2 separate regions of the Ovis aries genome follow, and region 2 is linked to region 1. Evidence: chromatin contacts called from public Hi-C data. All regions are on one chromosome and are shown on one strand. The core of a region is the stretch at or near the end of the contact, and the rest is flanking DNA. Distances in the headings are between cores, read along the strand shown.

Evidence for each region. Hi-C and Micro-C count contacts between places; a contact is called where the count stands out from the background.
Region 2: a Hi-C map of liver shows a contact between it and region 1, with 5 times the contacts expected there. The contact joins two enhancer-like sites. A contact is called at or near these places in 13 of 16 Hi-C or Micro-C datasets (blood, hypothalamus, liver and 6 more).

What each region holds. Positions count from the first base shown.
Region 1 is chr7:82,827,302-82,832,225 of ARS-UI_Ramb_v3.0, reverse strand. It overlaps NUMB (NUMB endocytic adaptor protein), which reads left to right. Exons shown (of 9, transcript XM_060418288.1): 6 at 2,159-2,363; 7 at 4,291-4,575. Among named protein-coding and RNA genes, the nearest start is that of PAPLN, 46 kb to the right of the region's middle. Within about 2 kb of position 2,250, at least 7 of the 54 cell types and tissues checked have an H3K27ac peak or open chromatin away from gene starts, as enhancers often do. A contact at or near this core is called in liver, where this site is marked.
Region 2 is chr7:82,997,315-83,002,238 of ARS-UI_Ramb_v3.0, reverse strand. No RefSeq gene overlaps it. Among named protein-coding and RNA genes, the nearest start is that of NUMB, 9.1 kb to the right of the region's middle. Within about 2 kb of position 1,923, at least 10 of the 54 cell types and tissues checked have an H3K27ac peak or open chromatin away from gene starts, as enhancers often do. A contact at or near this core is called in liver, where this site is marked.

The sequences.
Region 1 (4,924 bases), core at 1,001-3,500:
AATTACCCAAAATTCTGATACAAAAAACGAGTGTCTTAGGTGATGATGATCTTAATTATAGTATAGCATTGAGTATGTAATTTCTGAGTTTTTGAAAGTCCAGACAGAATAAGGCAGGGTAGCTATTCATTAAGGCTACAACTCAGTGAACTCTTGCCAAGGTTTAACCTGGAAGGGAAGTTGTGGTCATATTCTAATATTGACCAAAAGCTTTTTAAAAAGCAGTTGTGAAAACAAGTATTAGAAACTCAGGCTCTGGATCAAATATAGGTTCCAGTCCTGTTTCTGGTTCTTACTAGCCGTGGGATTTGAGCAGGTTATTTAACATTTTCTAAGTCTTGGTATCCGCTTCTATAAGATGGAGATAACAGCTGTGAAGGCTAAATTAGGTACCAAGTGTAAGCACTCTTAGCATAGGACCTGGCTCGTGCTAACTGCTCCAAAATGGTAGCTGATACTGTTAAAGCTGCTCCTCCTCGATTTGACACAAGTGCTTCGAAAATGGGTTGAAGTAACTAAACTACACTTTCTTCCTTTCTCTCAGACCGTAAGTCATAAAGCAGTGTATTTTGCTATCACTACACTTGTAAAATCCAAAGAGTTTTGCTATATTTTAAAACCATTCTGTTGTCAAATCATAGCCCTCAGGCTGTTTTACTCTGGTATAAAACAGTGGTTCTTCTGTATCAGAATCACCTGGAGAGCTCATTAAATTAGATGGCTGGGCCCCACCCCAGAGTTTTTTTACTCAGTGAGTCTGGGATGGAGCTTGAGGGCAAGTCTGTCTTCAGGAACTTCTGCCATAAGGCCTAGCAGAAACAGTAAGCTTCTTTGGCCTATAGCTCTGTCCTTGTACTAGAGCTGTGCTCAAATGCAGATGGGTTCTAAAATTCTTTCTGCTCTCTCTCCTATTTCATGCTTCCATGCCTACCCATTTATCATGGGTACTAAGTAGTTACATGGAAACTCATGTGGATTCACAAAGAATGAGTCTGTCAGTCTATAAATGAGACTTTACAGTTCACCATCATGTGAAATCCTGGGGACAAAAGTGTCTCAGACGTTTACCTCTCCTTGTGGTATCTGATACTGGCATATAAAATGCAGTGAAATTACATACTCAGAGCCATATGTAGGAGCAGCTGCTTACACGGTATGATCTTGGAAATTCCACAAAAGGCCCCCTGTTCTCAGATATCTCTCCTCACTGTTACAAGATGCCGGCAGTTATTGTATCACCTGTTACCCTTTTATTCCACAATTAGGGGTAGTGTTTAAAATACCGATAACCCTAATTTAAAAAAAAAAAAGAATCCATTGAATTTATTAAATTTACTCTAGATAATCCAGTGCATCTTTAAAACAATATTTAGTTTACACAAACCTTCCTCTCCTCCCACACACCAAAAATTCAGGTTTATCTGTTTAATTCCTTTACAAGTTGAAAATGTGGCTGAAAACATGGTTTTATTTTTGCCTGTGTGTGGTTGGGAAGTAGAGTTGGGGTTTGAGAGAGTTGAATAAAAATAGGGGCGGTATGGGAGAGAGCCTGTAAGCACTGAGGGCCCAACGGGGCAGAAGAAGAGCATTCAGAAAGGGAGACTGAGAAGGCTCAGCTTTCCTGGGCCTGATTCCTTCTCGTCGCTGGAGATGTATTTATCTGAAGTTTTAAGTCTGTGCCTTTTGTTCCTAGACATGTTGGCAGTAAATTTAAGCTCTGAAATTTGCCCTGTATTTCCAGTTGTTGCTTAGAAATGTGTGGTAAATATTCCTATTATTCCCCTACATGGCAAGTAGAGGTTTGGGTGTCAAGACTTAGGGCCTGGAACTTTGACCAGTGTCTTCTCAGCTGATGGCCAGAGCCAACACAAGTGACAGAGGGACCTGACTATGACTAATAAGAAAATGTCAGTGGCTGCTGACAGGGCCCAGGTTACTGATGGCCACTTTACCCGGTGCCTGCTGCAGTAGAGGGTCATAGCATTCGTAAGGTATTATTCATTTAGATTAATTTGGCATATTAATACACTAAAATCTAATAAGCTGGAGTTCCTAACATTTTGCCTGTGTAAAAACAGACTTGTTTGTGGTCCAGCTAATGTGTAGTTGTTGACACCATAACTCTGAAAACGTTTTTTAAACCTTCTGTTATGTACAGGGTGAAAGACTGAGCCACGCTGTAGGCTGTGCCTTTGCAGCCTGTTTAGAACGTAAGCAGAAGCGGGAGAAGGAATGTGGAGTGACTGCTACTTTCGACGCCAGTCGGACCACTTTCACGAGAGAAGGATCATTCCGTGTCACCACAGCCACTGAGCAAGCAGAAAGAGAGGAGATTATGAAACAAATCCAAGATGCCAAGAAAGGTACAATTTGTCCTACTACAATGTGTGTTTATTTAAAACAGCTTTTCCCAACCGGTTAATATTTGGAAGCTGTCAGGGGCATAGAGAACTCTTAGCAATATATGAAGACCTTAAGAACAAAGCTGAAAATGTAAACAGAGTGGCTTGTTTAGTGGCCTCAAAGTATTTACTCTGTCTGTTAATTTTAACTACCTGGGGAAGCTGAGAGTGCAGTTGAAGAAGTTGCAAAGACATTTAAAAGCAAAATTGGGAAAACCTGTATCTTTTTTTTTTCAATTGTGATGCATCTGATCTCTATGAAAACCAAATGCTATCAAGGACCTACATCTTGAAGGAAGTGCAAGTCCCAGGTTTAAGCTGCAAAGGACCTGCAGATGGTGATGCCAGGTGGAAATGCAGGCAGAGACATCTCAGTGATGCTCTATTAGATTATGACTGTTTAGTGCTTTCATGAAAAAAGGCCACAGATTTTTGAGAAGCTGGCCCCTCACTATTTTTTCCATAGCCCCATTAATTTTAGTGTGTGGTTTTGCAGAATGTGAGTTTTTTTAAGGTACACTTGGCAGCATAGCAAAAATGCCTGTCCAGACATTCAAGTTACTCAGGAGGCTGTTGTCTGAAGTTGAGTCCAGTGTATTTTAGAACTGAGTGCTAGGGCTTAGGGAGAAAATGCTTTGCATTCTTGTGTATAACTTGGGCTGAAACCCAAAGCAAGGAGTATTTTTAAATTAAAAAGTTTGGTTTAAATATACATTAATATAATTTTGCCAATTTTTACTATATTCTTTTAATTCTAAACCTGCCATTTTAGGTAACATCAGCTTCCCAGGTAGCACTAGTGGTAAAGAACCCGCCTCCGAGTGCAGGAGCTTTAAGAGACATGGGTTCAATCCCTGGATCAGGAAGATCCCCTGGAGGAGGGCATGGCAACCCACTCCAGTATTCTTGCCTGGAGAATCCCATGGACAGAGAAGCTTGGCGGGCTACAGTCCATGGGGTCACAAAGAATTGGACACGACTGAAGCAACTTAGCATGCATTCATTAATCTAATACCCAAACAGCTTTTAATTTTTAAGCCAAAAAAGAATATATGTTTTCATTTGAAATTGAAGTAATGATTATGATTTTTTCATTTCTTATCGACATTTCTGCCAGGATACCAAAGAACAAAAAAAACACAGTGCTATTTTAACTAGACAAATGAATGTGTATAGGCTGTTATTTAATGTGCCTCAGTGATTTTCAGACCGGAAGCATATTCTTTGATACCACCAAATAATACTTTTTGCTACATATAGCAGCTGCCCAAATGCTTGAGTCCTAGCATCTACAGAGGATTATGGGGAGTTGGGGAAGTAGAGACTGACCACAATGAGAGTGTGATACAGCAGGTATTCACATGGAAACAGTCTTGTATTTGTTTACTCCAATTTAAAATTTGACTTCTGTATGCTTTTCTTCAAGAGAGCCTGTTGTCCAGGCCTGCTTTATGACTTAACATCTTGTCAAACTTAAGTTTGTTTAGACCCTTCTGACTCTGCCACTCCTGAAGTCCTCTGTCCCCGCCTCACTGGCCAGAAAGCAAACAAACATTGAAAACAGTGCACTATTATTCGTTAAAAGACCTCACATTAAGAGTTCATAGGTACTGGGGGGTTTTGTTTTGTTTAGTTTTGTTCAGTGTTTTAATTACTACATGAGAATAGTAGATATACCATGTGACATGTAGTAGATTATTAAACCCTTTATTTATCTGAAAAACAGGAGATCTGAGCCCTGCTTCTAACCTGTCTTTTGAGATACATAGGGAAGTAGATGGGTAAAATGACCCAGGAGGTTTTTGGGGTTCCTTAGTGATGTGAGCTCAAATTATTTGAAGACATTGCCCTAAGGTCCTCATTCTCCTGTTTTCTTGAGCTGATACAGATAAGACAGCTGATGGTTCGTCAGTGGCCCCTGGCAACATTGTCACCTCCCCATCCTCTCCCACCTCTCCCACTCTGGATGCCACTGCCTCTCTGGAGATGAACAATCCTCACGCCATCCCACGCCGGCATGCACCAATTGAACAACTTGCTCGCCAAGGCTCTTTCCGAGGATTTCCTGCTCTTAGCCAGAAGATGTCACCCTTTAAACGCCAACTGTCCCTGCGCATCAATGAGTTGCCTTCCACTATGCAGAGGAAGACTGATTTCCCCATAAAACACACAGGTAACATGGCATCCCCAACTCCCCGGGGCTCAGGCACTGAAGCGTTACATCACCTCCAGTGGAGTCCCTGATCCCATCAAACTATCCACCCCTCTTCTGAGGCTGTTTGGTGGCTGTGCATAGCTTGTATCATTTCCCATTGGCAGAAAATGGAGGTTCACAGAGAGAGATGGGAGTTGTTCATTTATTTTCAGCAATAGGTTAACAGAGCCATGATGGAAATTCCTAGTCCAAGTTACATGGTTTGTGATTTGTCCTGATGAAAGTGTACCTGCTTTCAGACATCAAGGGTCTCAAGTTTCCCTTCTTCTTCTGCCATTTGGGACCCAGCAGGGAGTTAATTTAAAAG
Region 2 (4,924 bases), core at 674-3,173, 170 kb before region 1:
GAATCTGGGGCATTGACACAGGACCCCCTGGTTCACTCATGCATGCTTCTGCACTTCATCAGTTCGCTCTAGTTGTTTCTGCATTCTGACTACATTCCTTCCTTGGATATTGAGTTCTATGCACTTACGTCCTACACCTTGAAATATTCTTTTTCTTATTATCAGTCCTCATCTTAACAGTACTGAAAGTTTGTCAGTTACATTGTAATCCTAGGATTTGGGGATTTGAGAGCAGAGTTCCTGTTGGTCTTACCCATGCTTCTTGTGATACTATGGACTTAGCTTACCCCCTAAAGCATGCCTAGCAGTCACATGCCCATTCTTGAGATTTTTTTGGTTTACAAGCAGCTCTAGCTTTATTAAGTAATCTTTCTGCATGAGTAAGACAACCTTTGTCCACATAGTGCAATAGCAGAAAAATAATATCTGTTTCTGTGATGATTGTGACCTGGGATTGTTGCTGCTTAGGTCATTCAGGGCAAGGAAAGCACTTGTTGAAGGTTTTGGGTTATGGGTTAAAGTCCTGTTATGAGTCTAGTCAGCTTGTTAGCGTTGGAGATGCCAGGAAGGAGAATATGCTTTCATTTAAGGACTCAATGACTAACATAACCCTTTGGAATGGAGGTGGGGGGCAGGAGTATTTACAGTAAAGTATACAAGGGAATGAATAGAGAAGTAGAATACCAGGGTCACAGACCAGCCAAATAGAATGAACAAGGGTCTGGTTTGACCACTTCCTTTAAAAAGTGTGTGTGGGGGTGCTAAATGGTAGGTGGAGAACCACAGTTGGTGTGTTCATTTTGGAATCTCTATAAATATTCTTTGATAAGTCAAAGTTTCCAAGTAGCCTTATGTACCTGTAAAAAAGAACAGGAGGAGAAAGAAACTTAGGAGAGTGACAGGGAGGGCAAAGAGTTACCACGTCATAGCCTATGCATGCCTCCAGGCATGTTAGGTCTGGCCAGGATCTGTTTGCCCAGAAAACATACTCGGGCTTGGCTGGAAATTTGTAACACTTCAATGATGAGATTTTTGGTTGGATTCCCTCTGGACCTCAGCAATGAACTTGCTCTCAATTGAAGTTCTTAGAAAACAGATCTCCAGGGACTGCTCCACTCAAGATGAAAATACTGTGGCCTCTGAGTCCAATACAGGAGCTCAAAGAGGAGCTGGCTCCTCTATGAATCGACACTCAAAATAATAATAGCTTTTCCTGCCATTTCTTTTCATCTAGAGATTTCAATGCATGTCATAAACAAGTGCCCCTTCCATGGTTAACTGATTAAGCCACATCTCTGACACTCATCTTTCGCGTGGGCTCCTTCCATCAGCTGATGGAGTGTGGGCCTCCTGATCCAAGGTCTCATGCTCAGCACTCACTCCCTGTCTTCACTACCCAGGCTGCAGCTGTCTGTGGTGCTCCCTCGGGGCACAGTTCTTCGTAGGGGCTGGGGTGTTGGATCTGCTCGCTTCTTTGCTGTCATCACCACCCGCTGACTGCATTTCTGGTTCCCTGTGTCCGGGCAACTGGGCTGTGCCTCGGTTATTTGGAATGTGAGAATTGTTGAAGAATCTCTAGGGATTCTTCATGTCTTATAATCCTTCATCCCAATTCACAGCTGCCTGACAACCTCAGGCCCACCAGGGTGCTATGTCCTGTGGTATTCTTCTCTCTCTGTCTTTATCCTCACTTCCCCTCTGCAGAACAAGAGGAAGTCACAGACCAAGAGCTTTTGAGGTAGGAAGGAATGAGAAGGAAAAGTCTTGTCTTTCCTTTCAGCTTGTCCTCTTTGTTCCCAAGGAGGGGGCCAAGGCCATGAACCTTGACCCACAATGGGAAGATTAGCAGGATGTGTCCATGTTCCCATCACTCACCCTGAGGGAGCTGAGTTTTTAATTTTTTTTTTATCTGGAGCAGGGATGACTCAGTGCAGACCTTTGATGGGGAAATCCATCTCAGAACCTGAGAGGGAAGTAGCAGAAGGCTACTACTGGCCCAGCATTTTCATTTAATTTTCATACCAGAATGGTTTCGCTCAATCAGAGGAAACTGAGTTCTCCCTCTCCCCACTGTTGGCAACTGAAGGAATGACCCTGTCTCTCTGTGGGGGTCCAACGGAGACAGGAAATGAGATTTCAGATTCATAATGCAGGGAAGGCCCTGTACACACTGGTGGAATGTTTTATTTAGTCATATACCACCACTGTGCTTTTACTTACGAATTACTACTAACGACTAGTGATCATTACATGATAATTAGCACATGCTTTTTCTTTTTTACAACTCCCATAGCACCACCCCAAAATAAATGACAGTGTAGGGAAGGAAGGCAGCTCCTAGGGACAACTCCTGACTCATTCATTCACTGAACATTTAGTGAACTACTTTGGCCCCGTGCTAGGACCTGTGAGCAGGAGGGATGGGTTCCTGATATCACAGTGCTATAGGAGGATGTGCTCCACGCAAATTTACTCATGGGATGTGTGTATCCAAAACGGAAGTGCAATATATATAAGAGCCCAACCCAGTGGTGCCTGGGAGAGGAGAGGTCAGCAGGCCCTGCTTCAGAAATCACTTCGAAAGCGAGATCTGTAGAATGAGTAGGAGCCAGTAAAGGGAACCTAACTCAGGGCGCGTGTACGCTCAGTGTGTGTGCTCAGTCACACCCGACTCTTCATGACCCCATGGACTGCAGCACGCCAGGCTTCCCTGTACATCACCATCTCCCGGAGCTTGCTCAAAGTGATGTCCGTCAAGCTGGTGATGCCATCCAGCCATCTCATCCTACTTAGAGTAAACCTATACGATTGGTATAATCTCCCCTCTACATAATATTAACCCTCCAAAGTAAATCCCAGTTTCCCTCAAATACAGTGCCCCCGATTCTGCTTCTGTGATGCTTACCTTGGGAAAGTGTGAAATTCTACACAAGTGGAAGATGTAATTATTGTTACACTAGAGAGTATTACAGGGAGGAGGATGGTATGAGGGAAATGGGTGTGAAAATCAGGTTCTTCTATTTCCACAGCCCAGGCTGCACTCTCTGGGCCCTGGGGATGATCTGGGTCTGACTCGGGAAATAGGCTTGTCTGCCTTCCCTTGAGCAATAACATCCTTTCCTATCAGCTGCTGCTCTAAGAAGACACTGATGTCCTTTTGCAGGAAACTAACAGGAAAAGAAAGAAAGCCTACTACTAAATACACTTCCTGAGGGCAAAATGAAATGGCTGCTGCTCTGGCTGCCTGAAGGAAAAGGCTGAATAAATAAACACACCATCCCTATTGTGTAGGCAGGTTTCCTGGGGGCAAGTCTTCATCTTCTCAGCCCTTCTTTCCTTTCTAAAATTGGCCATCCTGCAAAACAGCAGACAGAGATCTTCTCTGGCTACTGAGAAGTGTTGAAACTTACAATTCTCCTCTTTCTCAAACCCAGAGGAAACACAGAGTTAGAAGAAGAGGAGACAAGTGACAGGAAGAGGAACTTGATGTTGCTACATACCTCTCCTTTAACCTCACAGATCGTTCCCCACAACTTCTGCTTTGAGCTCTTCTGTGCACAAATCTGGAAACACCTAGGAACATGCCCAGAGAAGCAGAGGCCAGGGTTGTGGCATTTCAGAAAACCAAGCTGCTACTGCTAAGTCGCTTCAGTCATGTCCGACTCTATGTGACCCCATAGACAGCAGCCCATCAGGCTCCCCCATCCCTGGGGGGCCTGTTTAAATCCCAGCTGCACAGGTGTCTTGATTTGGAGGCAGAAGTGTAACTGTTATTATCTATGAGTATTTATTGAGTGCTAAGAGATATTACTTTGCCGACTAAGGTCCATCTAGTCAAGGCTATGGTTTCTGCAGTAGTCATGTATGGATGTGAGAGCTGGACTGTGAAGAAGGCTGAGTGCAGAAGAATTGATGCTTTTGAACTGTGGTGTTGGAGAAGACTCTTGAGAGTCCCTTGGACTGCAAGGAGATCCAACCAGTCCATTCTGAAGGAGATCAACCCTGGGATTTCTTTGGAAGGAATGATGCTAAAGCTGAAACTCCAGTACTTTGGCCACCTCATGCGAAGAGTTGACTCATTGGAAAAGACTTTGATGCTGGGAGGGGTTGGGGACAGGAGAAGAAGGGGACGACTGAGGATAAGATGGCTGGATGGCATCACTGACTCGATGGATGTGAGTCTGAGTGAACTCTGGGAGTTGGTGATGGAGAGAGAGGCCTGGCGCGCTGCAATTCATGGGGTCGCAAAGAGTCAGAAACGACTGAGCGACTGAAATGAACTGAACCAAATGGTCTAGCACCACAGAAGAAACTGCTTAAGATGGTGACTTTGGATCAGAAAACAGCTCCAGCTGAAAAGATCCTAAGGCATTTCCTTGTGAGGATAGTTTTTTCTTCTGGAATACTGACAAAAGGAAAGAACCTGTACAAATGTAAAGAGAGTGGAGGGAGGCAGGGGGAGAGAATATTTGAGTAGATACTCTTGGCCTGAAAAGAGGAGATGAGGTGAGCTATGCATTTGGACCTTTGTGTTTCTACAATGTTTTTGGTTTAAAGATCATTTATGCTTTAGGAGTTCTTACCCCGCCCCCACCCCTACCCCCTTCGCCACCACCACATTTTTCTTATAATATAATCATGTGTGAGCCCTGAGAAATGACTCAAAGCCAAAATAATGGGGTTTCCTTGATAATAGTTCCTCATTTTCTCTGGCTACAGGCCAGTCCTCAATATCCTCCTTCTTTATAAGGAAACCACTCAACCCAGCCCTGCTGGTCACTCGAACCTCACAGTGATCATTCGTTCATGTTGTAAACTGGGCTTTCTACTTCCAGCTTTCTAATTGCAAACTTGCTCTCTTCAGCCTCTTGCTTCTGACTGCTTCCAGTCCAGGGATGCAGTCTGCCCCTTGGGTGCCCTCATG